3 separate regions of the Sus scrofa genome follow, and all the other regions are linked to region 2. Evidence: chromatin contacts called from public promoter capture Hi-C data. All regions are on one chromosome and are shown on one strand. The core of a region is the stretch at or near the end of the contact, and the rest is flanking DNA. Distances in the headings are between cores, read along the strand shown.

Region 1 (4,851 bases), core at 1,103-3,602, 500 kb after region 2:
GACTAACTAAAATTTAAAAGAAAAGAAAAAGTTTCCGGATTGAAGCCCTAAACAAATGATCAAAACACCCTTACGCTCTCCCACTGTGGAAAAATTATCTACTTGTGGACTGTCCAGTTCCTTAGATTGGAAAAACAAAATAAAAAAGCAAAAACAGTGGGCATTGTAGTGGAGCTAAGCCAATGTGGGAAGCACTTCTGGTCATTTGAATGAGAATGGATTCCGGGGGTTAGTGGCACTCATGTCTTATTTGACCTGGTTATATCTGCAGTGTCCATTTGGGGACCTACGTCTCAACATATGAATCATATGTGGGAACACCGTGGCTCCGCTACAGTTGGCTGGCCTGCTTTGATCGGGTGGTTGGTAAAGCAGAGTCTGGAGTTTGAGGTAAGAGACTCCCAGCAAGTTCCACCTGAGTACATGAGCGTTTAGCTCAATTCTCCACAGTCATTTATGGATTCTTGCATAGGGTCAGACATTGTGCTGGGTCTTCAAGATGCTGTGATAGACAGAATCCAGGCCCTCCAACAGCTTTTCGTCAGAGGGGGACACAGAAATATGAGACAATAACCTCATCAGGATGTAGTGTGTCTCTCCATTGCTGAAAAACCAACAAGCATCCCCTTGCCTCTAGAATGGATATGGCCCAACCTGTGTAGTTGGTACTTGTCCTCCATGATTGGCCTGCCTCCTGAGTTTCAACTCTCTCTTTCCACTGAGGGTAGCCCCAGTAAGCTATTCTCTGTTCCTAGAATCTGTCCTACTCTTTGTCACATCTCTGCTTTGGTTCAAGCTCTTCCTCCTCCTTGGGTGGTCCTCCCTCCCTACCTCCATCCTTCTTCTCACCCCTTCTGTCCATTGGGACCCATCCACTCAGAAGCTTCTAGATCAGACACAGGTGCCATCTCCTACAGGATACAAGGAAGAGATGGATTAAGTCCTGGTGGATAGCAGGAGACTAGGAGCTAGCACCCCACTAGACACTGATTTGCTATGTCCCAGCCTTCAAGTTTCTCCTGCTACTCCCCAGGGGGACCTCAGCCTCTTCTAGCCCAGTGGGGTGGGGGTGGGGATTTGGATTTTATTGTACTGTTTACCTCAGGCAGTTCTCTGCCTTATGACCAGGATCCGAATTAATCTTGAAATCCAGGGCTGAGGCTGCCTTTTTCTGCTTGGTAACTTCTTCCCAGCGGACCTCAAGTTCTGCAACCAACCTCGACCTTCCCTTTTCACCGTCCCTCCTTCTCCGAATCTTTACCTAAAGACCTAGGCTGGGTGCCGAGAAGGGGGTAGGCGATAGGACTTGGAGGAGCCAGAAGCTCGGCCCAGGGTCACCTAATTTACAGCCACCATCTCTAAGATCCAAACCCCGGGCTGCTCTAGGCGGGTACCCTGGTGGAAGGACAGGGATGGCAGACTCGACCAGGGGTGGGCCCGCTTCTGAAAGAAAAGGGAAAAGACCTTGCTTGGGAACAAACGAATGTGTGTGTGCGCGCGCGTTCACTTAAAAACAAAACCAAGTTAAAGGAACCGCTCGGTCCCCCACAGGTCCGACCACCCGCTGGGAGTTTGCGAAGCCAGCGCGGCAATTTTGAGTGGGAGGGAGTCGTTAACGCCCCACAAAGTGCGGCTTCTTTCTGAACCTCTCGTCCAGGCCCTGCGGGCTCCTGGTAGCTAGCTCTTGGCCTCCCGCCCCACGCGCAGAAGCTGCGGCGAAGGAGGGAACCCTGGTGTCGCCGGAGCCCCGCAGCGCCAGCCGCGGCGCACGCTCCCCGGTCGCCGCCTCTCCCAGCCCCGCGGCCTGGGCCGTCAATCAAGCTCGCCCGGCCCCGCCCCTGGGCTGCAGCGGACGGCCAATCAGAGCCAAGCTCCGCAGCGATGAGCTCAGTCGGCTCGCTTGCCATTGGGCGGCTATATTAAGAAAGTCGCCGAACTCTTTAAATAGCGGGCGCTAGGGCCGCAGCCTGCATCTGCCACCGCAGTCTGCCTGCTTTCGTTCGTTTTCCTGTACCTTTGCTGAGGCCTAGAGCGACCCGGGAGGAAGCTAGGCCGGGTCTGCTACTCTAGTCACCGTTTGCGCACAAAGGCGCCAACCCCGGATCCGGGGCGAGGAGGGCCGCCACCGCTCCGGAGCAGCGCGGAGACGTACGGTGCGCCCTATGCTCCCGCGCCCCTACCGCCCACGCCGCGGCTTCCTGAGCACAGCGAGAGAACGCGCCACCCCGGGGCCTGGGTGCAGCTAGCGACCCTTGCCCCTAGCGCGCAGCCCGAGGTGAGCAGTGAGCGGCCAGCGGGACGGCAGCGAGGCGTTCGCGGGCCCCCTCTTGCTGCCCGGGCCCGGCCCGCTCATGGCGGCCATCCGCAAGAAGCTGGTGGTGGTGGGCGACGGCGCGTGCGGCAAGACGTGCCTGCTGATCGTGTTCAGTAAGGACGAGTTCCCTGAGGTGTACGTGCCCACAGTCTTTGAGAACTATGTGGCCGACATCGAAGTGGACGGCAAGCAGGTGGAGCTGGCGCTGTGGGACACAGCGGGCCAGGAGGACTACGATCGCCTGCGGCCGCTCTCCTACCCGGACACCGACGTGATCCTTATGTGCTTCTCGGTGGACAGCCCGGATTCCCTGGAGAACATCCCCGAGAAGTGGGTGCCCGAGGTGAAGCACTTCTGCCCCAACGTGCCCATCATCCTGGTGGCCAACAAGAAAGACCTGCGCAGCGACGAGCACGTCCGCACTGAGCTGGCCCGCATGAAGCAGGAACCCGTGCGCACGGATGACGGCCGCGCCATGGCCGTGCGCATCCAAGCCTACGACTACCTCGAGTGCTCTGCCAAGACCAAGGAGGGCGTGCGCGAGGTCTTCGAGACGGCCACGCGAGCCGCGCTGCAGAAACGCTACGGCTCCCAGAACGGCTGCATCAACTGCTGCAAGGTGCTATGAGGGCCGCGCCCGCCTGCCTGCCCCTGCGGGCACGGCTCCCCCACCCCGGCCGGTCCCCCACGAGGCCGGAGAAGGGAGACCCGCGCCCCCCCCACGGACCCCACCGGACGGCCTGGCGTCTGCCCTCCGGACCCGCAGCCGTGGCCTGGCGGCTGTGGCTCTGGCGCCGGGAATCGGCGCGGTAGGCACCGGGCGCCCCCTTTCCAAGTGTCTGTGTGCGTCCCGCTGTGTTGCACAGGCCTGGGCGCCCCGCTGAGTGCCAAGGGATCCCCGAAGACCCTGTTCTGAAGAGCCAAGCCTCTTCGGAGGGTGTGGCTGTGTGTATGTTCAACTCCCCCCGCCCCGTTTTTGCCCCACGCCCGCCTCTGCTACCCCGAGGCGAGCTTGGCCCCGGGGTGCGGCCGCGCCCCATCATCAGATGTTCTCCCATAACCAGCGAGCGCCTGCTATGCCCCTGTCTGTAACATAGACCACGGGAACTGCGGGAGGGGAGGGCTGGGGTGGATGGGGTGTTATATAAATATAGATATAATTTTATTTTCGGAGGTAGGATGGTGTTATTTAATGGTGGCGGTGGGTGGAGTGACAGGACTTGAGAACAGCTCCGGCCCAGCCTGGGTCAGGCGTCCATCCAGGCACGAACAAGACTTGGCCATCTTTCCAACTCCTGGGAAAGACATTTGCAACTAACTGACTTGGGGCTGAGAGGACACAGCTTCCAGACTCATGTCTCCTGCGGGCCAGCCAGGGAGAACCCCTCATCAGCCACAGGCAGGAGGAGGGAAAGTGTGCTGCAGGTTGTTTTTTTGCCATAAGCGAACTTTGTGCCTGTCCTACAAGTGAAATTTGTTCAGTCCAAGAAACTGATGTTATTTGATTTATTTAAAGGCGAAAACTTGGGTTTTTTTTTTTTTTTGGAAAGAATTCTTTGCACAATTGTTTCATTGTTTGACACTTAATGCACTTGTCATTTGCATAAGACAGTAGCATTCTGACCACACTTGTACGCTGTAACCTCATCTACTTCTGATGTTTTTAAAAAAATGATAACTTTTAAAAATCAAGGAGAAGAAGAAACCACTAATTTTCTTTTCTTGAAAAAAGTGGCAACACTGTTCTGTTTTGCGATTTTATTTGTGCAGGTGTGCACTCTATTTTGATAAAGGGCAGTAACAAGTATTAGGGCCTATCTAAAACCTTCCCCCCCCCCACAAGGCAGTCTCTAAAGCTGTGTGAAATTTTCTCTGCATCTCTGTACAGAGAAGGAACCTGCCCCTCGTGTCTCCTTTCTCCCTTCCCTTCCCCACCCAGTGGTACTTCTACTAAATTGTTGTCTTGTTTTTTATTTTTTAAATAAACTGACAAATGACAAAGTGGTGAGCTTATGATGTTTACATAAAAGTTCTATAAGCTGTGTATACAGTTTTTTATGTAAAATATTAAAAGACTATGATGATGACATTTATAAAATGGCTCCTGTGATTTAATGTGTAAAAATATGGGGAGAAGGTAAGAACTCCGCTAGGCGAGGTCCCACCAATTCAGCTCCTCTGCTCTTATAGTTGAGTTGGTAAGAAATGGGGATGAAATCCCTTGGAGGATGTGGGGGGGCAGGTGGCCATGGAGACCAGGTTGCTCCTGTCCCAGTCCCAGAGGTTACCCAGGGACCCAGAGCCATCACCTTTGATCTCATGTGTACTGTGTGTATGTCTCAAGCTCTTGTGTCTAAGTCTGTTATGGGGCCTTTCCTTCCTATTCTTTAGAACTTGGAAAGTTGTCCTTTGTGCCTTTTAAATTTAGATAGCTTTTTTCTTTTTGTTAGTCACTGGTGTGGGGGCCAGGCTGTCTAAAAGCCTGGTTCCTGGGTTCCCTTCTGATCCTCCGGGGGTTACACAATACCCCCTGAAGT
Region 2 (4,539 bases), core at 290-2,789:
GGCATTGCCCTGAGCTGTGGTGTAGGTCACAGATGCGACTCGGATCCCACGTTGCTGTGGCCCTGGTGTAGGCTGACGGCTACAGCTCCAATTCCACCTCTAACCTGGAAACCTCTATATGCTTCAGGTATGGCCCTAGAAAAGACCAAAAAAAAAAAAAAAAAAAAAAAAAAAAAAAAAAAACAACAAACAAAAACGGAATAAGACAAGCTGACATCCTGTCAAGAAAAGTCAAATCCTTGAGGGAAAAGGAGAGTGATAATGCAGACAACACGAAACTGTCAAAAGCTGTTCATTCAAACCCTCCTTGTTCTCTCTTCTCATCCGACCACTCAACACCATCAACAAGAACAACCACAGCAAAACTTGGAGCACAGCAAATGTTACACCTTCAAGCATCAATCTGAGATTCTTTGGGAAAGCAGGTATTAGCAGGTGAGGTTGCTAACATCACAAAAAAGACAGGCATTCCACGCTCTCTGTTGGAAGTACACAGCACCACTTCTAACAGTACTCTCACCACAACTCTGCATCTGAATTGGGTCAACCTCAGGATTTAACTACCAACTCACAAGCCATGTAGGAGGCAGAGGGCCCTATTAAATGACATCGGGGGATGAATACTGCAAATCCGAAATAGGGGAAACTCTGGGGACACATGATTCGGTTTCCTCACCAAATCAACTGCAAGGCAGAAAAACGAAGGCGAGCCCTATACAGTGAATTTGATGTGCATCCCAACTGGAACCAACAGCTAAAAACAAACCAACAAAGCAAGAATTTTACGGATCAATCAGGAAAGCTCTAAAGCTGGATATTTGATATTTGATATGTGATACCAATGCCGAGGTTAGGTCCTTGTAAATCCTTAATATCTAACAATGTATCCTGAAACATCCATGGATGCATAATATTATGTCCGGGATGAACTAATGTTTAAGCCCAGTGATGGCTACCTGGAGGTCCATTATACTATTTCCATACTAAATTTATTTTCATTAGTGAAAAACAAAACACCTGCTGTGATGCTGTGGTTGAAGTCGCGGTACTTTGTGCGCGAGCGTGGCACCCGTGGCATCGCGCCCTCACCAGGTCGCAGATACCCCACTTGTTAAAATGACAGCTGGAAAAGCGCTATCCGCTCTAAGACCGGATCAGAGTAACAAGGAATGAAGACACTCAAGCTGAAAGGCAGCCGGTACCCCCGTGCTCTGACTCCCCGGTGGGTGTCCCAGAGGAACGCGAGGGGCCGCGGGCCAGGATACTCCCTTCACCGCCCTTCGGGAAACTAAACGAATGCCCGAGGTACCCTTGAGTGGTGAGATCAGACAACCCAGGCTACTCCCACCTAGCGGAGACCCCGCACCCCCACATCTCGCGATATTTACCTCCAGGGCGCCGCTCCCTCGGAGCCCGCACAGGCGCACTGGCGAATGTAAGCGGAGTACAGTGCTTCGGCCTCCGCATATTCGCCTTTCTTGAAATGACCTGGGCACGTGCGAGGGTTACGGGGCTTTCTTGCCCTTGCTGCCCTTCCATAGTAGTCGGAGACCTAGCTTTCCTTGTAGAACTGAGGGTGATTTCTGAGCGACTAGAGGCAGCACCACAAGGCCACTCCCCCACCCCGGAATTTATCGCGTAGGCAAAACCTCGGAGCAAGCAGGGGGGAAGTTTGTACCTTCCGCGGACCCGTCTTCTCGCGAGATCAGTGACACCGCCCCCGGAGGGCTCAGAAACTTTAAAACTTGTGCGGACAGAGACACTTCTGTAAAGTGCGGTTTTGTTGATGAGTGGTGCTTCCGCTGGCCTCGTTTCCAGAGAAGCAGTAGATCGGCAGCTCCAGACTGGTTTCTAAGACCGTGGTCAGAAGTTGCAAGAAGCTTTGCCCGTTGTTACAGCGAATGGTGGAGGATGCGGGGTGCAGTGGCTGATCGTGCTGGGAGCGTAAAAGACCTTGGTTTGTTTTACGAATGGCTAAACGGCCCGTGGAGTTACTGTTATCGCAGCACTTTTCTGGTTCTGCGTCCGCCCTCTAGACGGTATTTTCAGTCGGCTGGATTACATTGAGACATTTTGTGTTGAAATTCCAGGAGCTTAGTGTCCCATAGTCGTGAGTCTTATTTCAGACTCAACCTTTTATTAACTCCAAGGCCGTAGACTGCAAATTTCTCAACCTTTTAAAACCTCCAGAATAGTATAGGAATTGACTGAACTGTTTAGGAGTTCCCGTAGTGGCTCAGCAGAACGAATCCGACTAGGAACCATGAGGTTGTGGGTTCGATCCCTGGCCTCGCTCAGTGGGTTAAGGATCCAGCGTTGGTTTGAGCTGTGGTGTAGGTCGCAGATGCAGTCGCAGATGCAGCTCGGATACTGCGTTGCTGTGGCTGTGGTGTAGGCTGGCAGCTGTAGCTCTGATTAGTTCCTAGCCTGGGACCCTCCATATGCCATGGATGCAGCCCTAAAAGGCAAAAATAATATTAATAATAAATAAAATAAAATTACCTTAAAAAATAAAATACATAGGAATTAACCAAGGAGAGAAGGACTTGTATAATGAAACTGCAAATTGTTGATGAAGGAAATTAAAGCCATAAATAGACATCCCTTGTTCATACTAAAGCAATTTACAGATTCAATGGAATGCCTATCAAAATCCCAATGGTATTTTTACAGAAATATAAAAATCTATCCTAAAATTCATAAGAAATTCCAAGGGATGGATTCCAAATAGCCAAAACAGTCTTGAGGAATTCCCTGGTGACCTAGGGGGTTAAGGATCCCATGGTGTCACTATCTTGAAAAAGAATAAAGTTTGGGACTCACACTGAATTAAAAACTTATCAAAGCAACAGTAATCAAAACAGTGTGGATTTGCATAAAGACAGTCTTTTCAGTAAATGGTGCTGAAAAAACCATTTATTGGAAAGAGTGAAGATGGACCTAAATGCCACATTAAAAAATTAACCAAGGTGGATTAAAGACCTAAATGTAAGAGCTAAAAATTTTAAGTTCTCAGAAGAAAACATAAAGCAAAGTCTTCATGACACTGAATTTGGCAATGTTTTCTTGGGTATGACACCAAAGGACAGGCAGTGAAAGGAAAAATAGACAAACTGGACTTTATGAAAATTAAAACCTTTTGTGCAGCAAAAGACTATCAACAAATAACCCAGAGAATGAGAGAAAATATTTGCAAATCACATATCTGATAAGGATGAGGAATGTAAACATGGAGGTTCTGTGGAGCAGGTTTGGTCTGGTGTGTCCATCCAAGGGATTCTGACGTGGTGTCTCCATCACACCTGAGAAGCTCTGATCTACAGGACACTAGAGGGCCCTGCCCAGCGACTGAGGTGCTGGAACCCGGCTCAGCTGCTGTCCCTCTCTGACTCTCGCCTGTCTTCCACACAGTCCACCTGCACTTGGGGCTTTGCCTGCAGGGTGGCAGCATCAAGACTTCCCTCAGCCAGCTCACCCCAAAATACAGCTACAAGATGACCTGCTGAGAGTGTCGTGTTCACCTGCAACCCCATCTGCCTCAAGAAATGTAACCACCACCACAACCTGTACCCCAAGTAGTTGAATAAGCCTTCTCCATGGGCTCTTCCTTCCCCCACAGGGCAGCCTCCTGCCTGAGCCCCATGGCTGTGGAGCCTCAGTAAAGACTCCCTGTCACTGACTGGGGCAGTAAAAATAAATAACAATTAATACTCTGTTTGGGAAAAGTGTCTTGGGAACTTGTTTCGGAACAAGCAATTTGAGAAGAATGCACTAACCATTCTGTCTCTAGCCTGCTGCTCTAATCTGCAGATCCTGGACTTGAGCTGCAACACTTCCAGCCTCCAGCCGACCATGCTCACTTCAGACTGGCCCCCACAATCTGAATTGGCTCTTGCTAGGGGTTGAATTGGAGCTACAGCTGCTGACCTACACCATAGTTCACAGCAATGCTGGATCCTTAGCCCCACTGAGCGAGACCCAGGGATTGAACCTGCAACCTTATGGTTCCCAGTCGGATTTATTTCCACTGCGCCAAGATGGGAACTCCTAGTCTGTCTTAAAGTCAGTGGTTTTGTATACTGACAGACTCCCCAGTTTGTCCTAAGTCTGAAGTCAAGGGGAGATTCTGTCAGCAGCCGAGAACCCCTGAGGTTTTCCTCCACTTGCAGGGCTTGTCATACCCTTGTGCTACTAAGTGTATAAGGTAGACAGTCGCAACACCCCCCAGATTTTCTCTGACTGTTAATATATTATGCAGTGTTAACACACTGCACCCTTACAGCTGCTATTTCAAAAACCTGAACATATGGCCAGCATATATTTGAGCTCATTGATGGTTAAATTTAAATGTTAATAAAATAGCATACTCCCCCCAAGTAATATTAATTTAATTTTATAAATTGCCTACACACACTGTACATATATATTTCCAGAATATATAGAGAACCTTTAAAACGCACCTTTTCCAGAGTGGGCGTCCTACTTTGCATTTCCACCAACACTATGTGAGGGTTTCAGCTGCGCCATAGCTCCACCAAC
Region 3 (4,575 bases), core at 483-2,982, 290 kb after region 2:
CGGCCGCCGCTCCTTGCCCTCCCACGTGCCTCCTTTTGCCAGAGCTGGGGAAGTGAGCCGTCCAGATGTGGTAGCGAGAGACCGCCACTTCCGGAAGGGGGCGAGCCCCCTCGGTCCGCACCTCCCCTCTCCATCCCCGGGGATGGCCGACCTGGCTCACACGGAGCAGAGGAGAGGACCCTGGGACTCGGGCACCGGCTGTGGGGGCTGTGGGGGTGGACGTGAGCACCCGGCGGCCAGCGCTGACACCTGGCGGCAGCCCAGGTCTCAGCCCATAGTAGGCTGGAGCCGCGGGGCGGTTCCCAGGAAAGGGTTACCGGGGCCGAGAACAAAGCGCCCCCTTTGGGGAAGGCGGGCCAGCGGACGGCGGCTGGGGCGGGAGAGCACTTTCTGGGGACCCTCCGGATCTCTTTGTCGGCCAGATCCCTCTTTAGAGGCGACCCACCCCTCTCCAAAGGTGGGTGCTGGAGTTCTACCCCACGGCCTCCCCCCAGCTTCGGGCTCCACGTTTGTCCCCCTTTTCTTCTAGCTCCACTGGGCGGGCCAAGGGACCCGCCTTCCCTCCGCGCTGCTCCAGCACAAAGCCAGGCCGGGGGAGGGGTAAAGCCATTCCCGGGTCCACTCGCGTGGAAGCAGCCCGCGCGCCCCGACCGTGCCCAGCGCAGGCTCTCGCCCCTCCGCAGGCAGCACAACTTCAACAGCCCAGAAGTTGGGTTCCTGCGGGTCTCTTGCGTTCCGAGGCCAACTTCCCGGAACCTCCTGCTACACCCGGCCTGGCTCCGTTCGGCCAGCCAACGGACAGCCGAGACCCCACCTCTGTCCGCCCGCCCCGGTCGTCCTCGCAGCCCTGGCTGGGGCTCCTTAGTGCACACGCCCGCCTGCTCCCGCGCCGATTCCGCTGCTCCCAAACTTGCCTCTGCCAGAGGGGCCGGGCGCTCCGGCTCGACCGATCTGGTTTGAATTAGGGTCCGCGGGCGGGGCGTATTAGCCGCGATCTCGGCATCCTCCTGGGTCACCGGCGAGGGGCCCTGCCGCCGCAGTGCCCGGGGTGACTGGGTGGGAGCCGGCGACCCCAGGAGCCGCCGCTGGCTGGCTGGCTCTTTCGCCACTGGAGCCCTTTTACGTAATTGAGCTCGGGGCCCCGGCGCAGGCTCTGCTCCACGGGACGCCCCAAGCCTCCTCCCGGAGCTGCGGAACCCACGGCCCCCCCCCCCCATTCCCCGACGGCGGAGGCAGTTGGGTCAAGAGCCCTGATTTCGGGGCTCCTAGTCTCCCCGCCAGCCTTGCTAGCGCGGGAAGAGGGGAAGTCCCCGCTTCCCCTCCCCCTCCACGTGCGGTCGCCGGTATCGGCCGATCCGCCAGCCCCGGCTTCCCGCCACCTCCCGGCCAAGCCCCCGGCCGCACTCACCAGGAGGGCCGGCTGCAGGCGCAGCGCCAGCGCGCAGAGCCAGAGCCAAAACGCCGCGCGCCTCATGCTGCCCGGACCAGCGGCGGGAGCGCAGCGGGTTGCGCGGGTCAGGGGTGCGCGGCGCTGAGCCGTCTGCGCGAGGCTCCGAGTCGGCTCTGCGGGTTGCGCTGCGCCCAGCTCCCTTGAGCGATGCCCAAGCGCGCTGCTGTCCTAGGCGAGGGCTGCGGGGTCCCCTGGCTGCAGTCCTCGCTCTGGTGCTAGACTCCTCCGGCTCCGCTCAGCTACCGCTAGCACCTCTCCCGCCGAGCTCCGCCTTATAATAAACCCGCAGGCCCTTAGCCGTTGCAAAAAACTCGCCCCCCACCCCCAGCTCGCCAGGTCTCGGGGCCAGCCCCAGTCCCCACCCCCTAGAGCCCCGCCCCCTAGAACCCCGCCCCGCCCCCTGAGCCACAGGCCCGGCCCCCAAGGAACGCCCCAAGCCCGGCTCCCCAGCCCCGCCTCCGCACCGCGCCAGGGAAGCCGAGCCTCGCCTACCCCCAGGGCCACGGTCCCCGCGCGCCGCGGTTCCCCGGGTTTCGGCTCTGCTGCTCCGGTGTTCCCGGGGGTTGGGGACTGGTCGCACCCCCCTACCGCCCTGGCCAAGGGTTTTGAGGCTCTGCCCGGGAGACTGGCGGGAGGGGCGGGAGTTGGTCCTCGATTGCTGGCGCCAGTCTGCAGCGCCCTCTGGGCGTGAACACCGAGCCCCCTCCAGGTGCGCTGGACTCCCGGATCCGGGCGGGAACACTTTCTGAGGCTGTGCGGGGGCCCGAAGTGATGGGCCCTTAAATCAGTGGCCCCTTCCCTGGCTGCGGATGGTGCTCTCTGCGCCCTCTCACCCTACACCCCAGCACTAGTTTCCACATGCGCTGGCCTTCTGCCAGTGCTGGAAACTAGGGGCCTTACTTTAAACAGCTGGACACGCCCAGGAAGGGTTGTTTAAAAAAATTAAAAAATTTTAAAGGACTTTTCAGTGTCTTTTGATAGAAAGCAGTGCCCTCTCTCTTCATTCTCTGAGTCAAAAGGAAAAGTAAACAGCCTTGGGCCCAGGTGACTTCCAGCCTGCAGGTCTGAGAAGCACCACTGGCATTTTTGCTCCTTCGTGATTCCCTGAGGGGCCTTAGACCTCAGTGGTGCCATCAGCAATCCCGAGCCTCTGTGTAGGTGTTCAAAGACCATGGAAGGTCTGTAGAGCAAATGGCCTTGAACGAAAAGGGGAAGAACCTGCCGGGCCCTGCCTGCAATGTGACCTTGGACCTGGAGACCAAAGATACCGACTTCCCCACCCACCGTCCCCATCTCCGCCTGCAGAGCCTCCTGCAGGTTCTTAAGGCCTGAAGCAGTTCTCTTAGGCCTTGATTTCAAGGATCATCTAACCGCATGGCACCAGGCAGGACCTCTCCAAGGAGTTCAGGGCGTCCTGACAGGTTAAAGGGCCCTTTGAATAGAAAGCCATGAGGGTGTTTGCCAGGGGCTGGCTCATAGTCTGAAGTCAGCTCTCTAGCCCTTTCAACTCAATATGGAGGAAACATAGGTCAGTTTGGAATTTTGCTTTTCTCTCCTCCACAAAACAAAGAAAACTGGGGTCAAGGAATATTTGTTAGAGCCTCTTTATATTATAAAAATGACCCGTTGAGGGAGTTCCCTGGCGGCTCAATGGGTTAAGGATCTGGCATTGTGACTGCTATGGCTCGGTTTCAAGGGTTTTGATCCCTGGCCTGGGAACTTACACATGCCATGGGTGCAGCCAAAATAAATAAATAAATAAAATAAAAATGACCAGTTTATTTAGAAATTTACTCTTTCAAGCTGAGTAAATTTGCCTTAGTAAATCTGGGCCGATTAGGAAGAGGAGGAGCCCTAAGGAGGACACGTACACTGAGAGTGGAGGTAGAGGGTCAGGGTTTGCCTTGACCCAGCTGACTGCTGGCCTGCTTGCTTCTTCTCCCAGCCCGGGTTCTGCAGGAAAATCTCTCCCTCTCAGAAGCTCTTGAAGTCCCATAGTACCCAGGACCTGGGCCTCCTCAAACCCCTGTGGCCCCGTGGAATGCCACAGGAACATCAGCCCGTTTGCACTGCTGTGGCCAATCTGTCTGCACTCATCGGTTCCATCCTTGGGATCCCCCAAACCTCCTTAGATCTGGCAACTAAAGAGTTAAGTCTGGCTGAGCTCGGGCCCTCAAGCCCCCCCATCTGGAGGCACTAAGGCAAGGCCTTTGTTCTGATTTGTGTTCCTAATATGGGTTGTTATTATTATTACTATTATTTTGCTTTTTAGGGCTGCACATACAGCCTATGGAAGTTCCCAGGCTAGGGGTTGAATCACTGCGGCAGCTGCCTGCCTACGCCACAGCATCAAGGGATCTGAGCCATGTTTTCAATCCACACCACAGCTCACGGCAACACCAGATCCTTAACCCACTAAGTGAGGTCAGCAATCGAACCGCATTCTCATAGATACTAGTCGGTGTTTGTGGGAGTTCCCGATGTGGCACAGTGGTTAACGAATCCTACTAGGAACTATAAGGTTGCGGGTTCCGTCCCTGGCCTTGAGCAGTGGGTTAAGGATCTGGTGTTGCCATGAGTTGTGGTGTAGGTCACAGACACGGCTTGGATCCCTCGTTGCTGTGGCTCTGGCGTAGGCAGGCGGCTACAGCTCGGATTAGACCCCTAGCCTGGAACCTCCATATGCCGCGGGAACGGCCCAAGAAAAGGCAAAAAGACAAAAACAAACAAACAAACAAAACTAGTCGGTGTTCGTTACTGCTGAGCAGTAACTTCTGCTTGTCTAATTTTTTAAATTAGAAGATGCTTTCGACCTCAGCTGCTAGCTTCCCCTCAAGTATTGAATAATAGACATTTATTGCATGTGCCTGTATTACCCACTCACCAACAAAAACCTCACAGCACTGGAACTTAAGCCCTTCCCACTCTTTGGCTTTGTCATCTCCTTTGTGGCTCCATCTTCGAGATGGTGGCAAGATGCCAGTATAGTTTCTAGCCAACAGAGCTAACACAGCCACTCCCAGAAATGAGGCCACCTTCCAGTAGTGTCTTTCTTAGGAGTTAGGAAATAGCTCCCTGAAGAATCCCCTACCCCCAACATACACACTTTTCTCCTCATCTCTCTG

Evidence for each region. Promoter capture Hi-C pulls out the DNA fragments that hold promoters and counts their contacts.
Region 1: a contact with region 2 is called in a promoter capture Hi-C map of fetal liver, with 3 times the contacts expected there. The contact joins the promoter of RHOB here to the promoter of TTC32 in region 2. A contact is called at or near these places in 1 of 5 promoter capture datasets (fetal liver), 2 of 47 Hi-C or Micro-C datasets (embryonic fibroblasts and heart right ventricle) and 1 of 2 datasets of contacts at active chromatin or transcription factors (alveolar macrophages).
Region 3: a promoter capture Hi-C map of fetal liver shows a contact between it and region 2, with 2.7 times the contacts expected there. The contact joins the promoter of SDC1 here to the promoter of TTC32 in region 2. A contact is called at or near these places in 2 of 5 promoter capture datasets (fetal liver and liver) and 4 of 47 Hi-C or Micro-C datasets (alveolar macrophages, embryonic fibroblasts, fetal liver and 1 more).

What each region holds. Positions count from the first base shown.
Region 1 is chr3:117,772,961-117,777,811 of Sscrofa11.1, reverse strand. RHOB (ras homolog family member B) reads left to right here and starts at 2,352. Exons shown (of 1, transcript NM_001123189.1): 1 at 2,352-2,942. The coding sequence starts at 2,352. The coding sequence ends at 2,942.
Region 2 is chr3:118,270,113-118,274,651 of Sscrofa11.1, reverse strand. It overlaps TTC32 (tetratricopeptide repeat protein 32), which reads right to left and starts at 1,539. Exons shown (of 4, transcript XM_003125338.3): 1 at 1,491-1,539; 2 at 1,389-1,488. The coding sequence starts at 1,539. WDR35 (WD repeat-containing protein 35) reads right to left here. Exons shown (of 29, transcript XM_021087811.1): 27 at 1,389-4,539.
Region 3 is chr3:117,984,742-117,989,316 of Sscrofa11.1, reverse strand. It overlaps SDC1 (syndecan 1), which reads right to left and starts at 1,732. Exons shown (of 5, transcript NM_001243190.1): 1 at 1,409-1,732. The coding sequence starts at 1,474.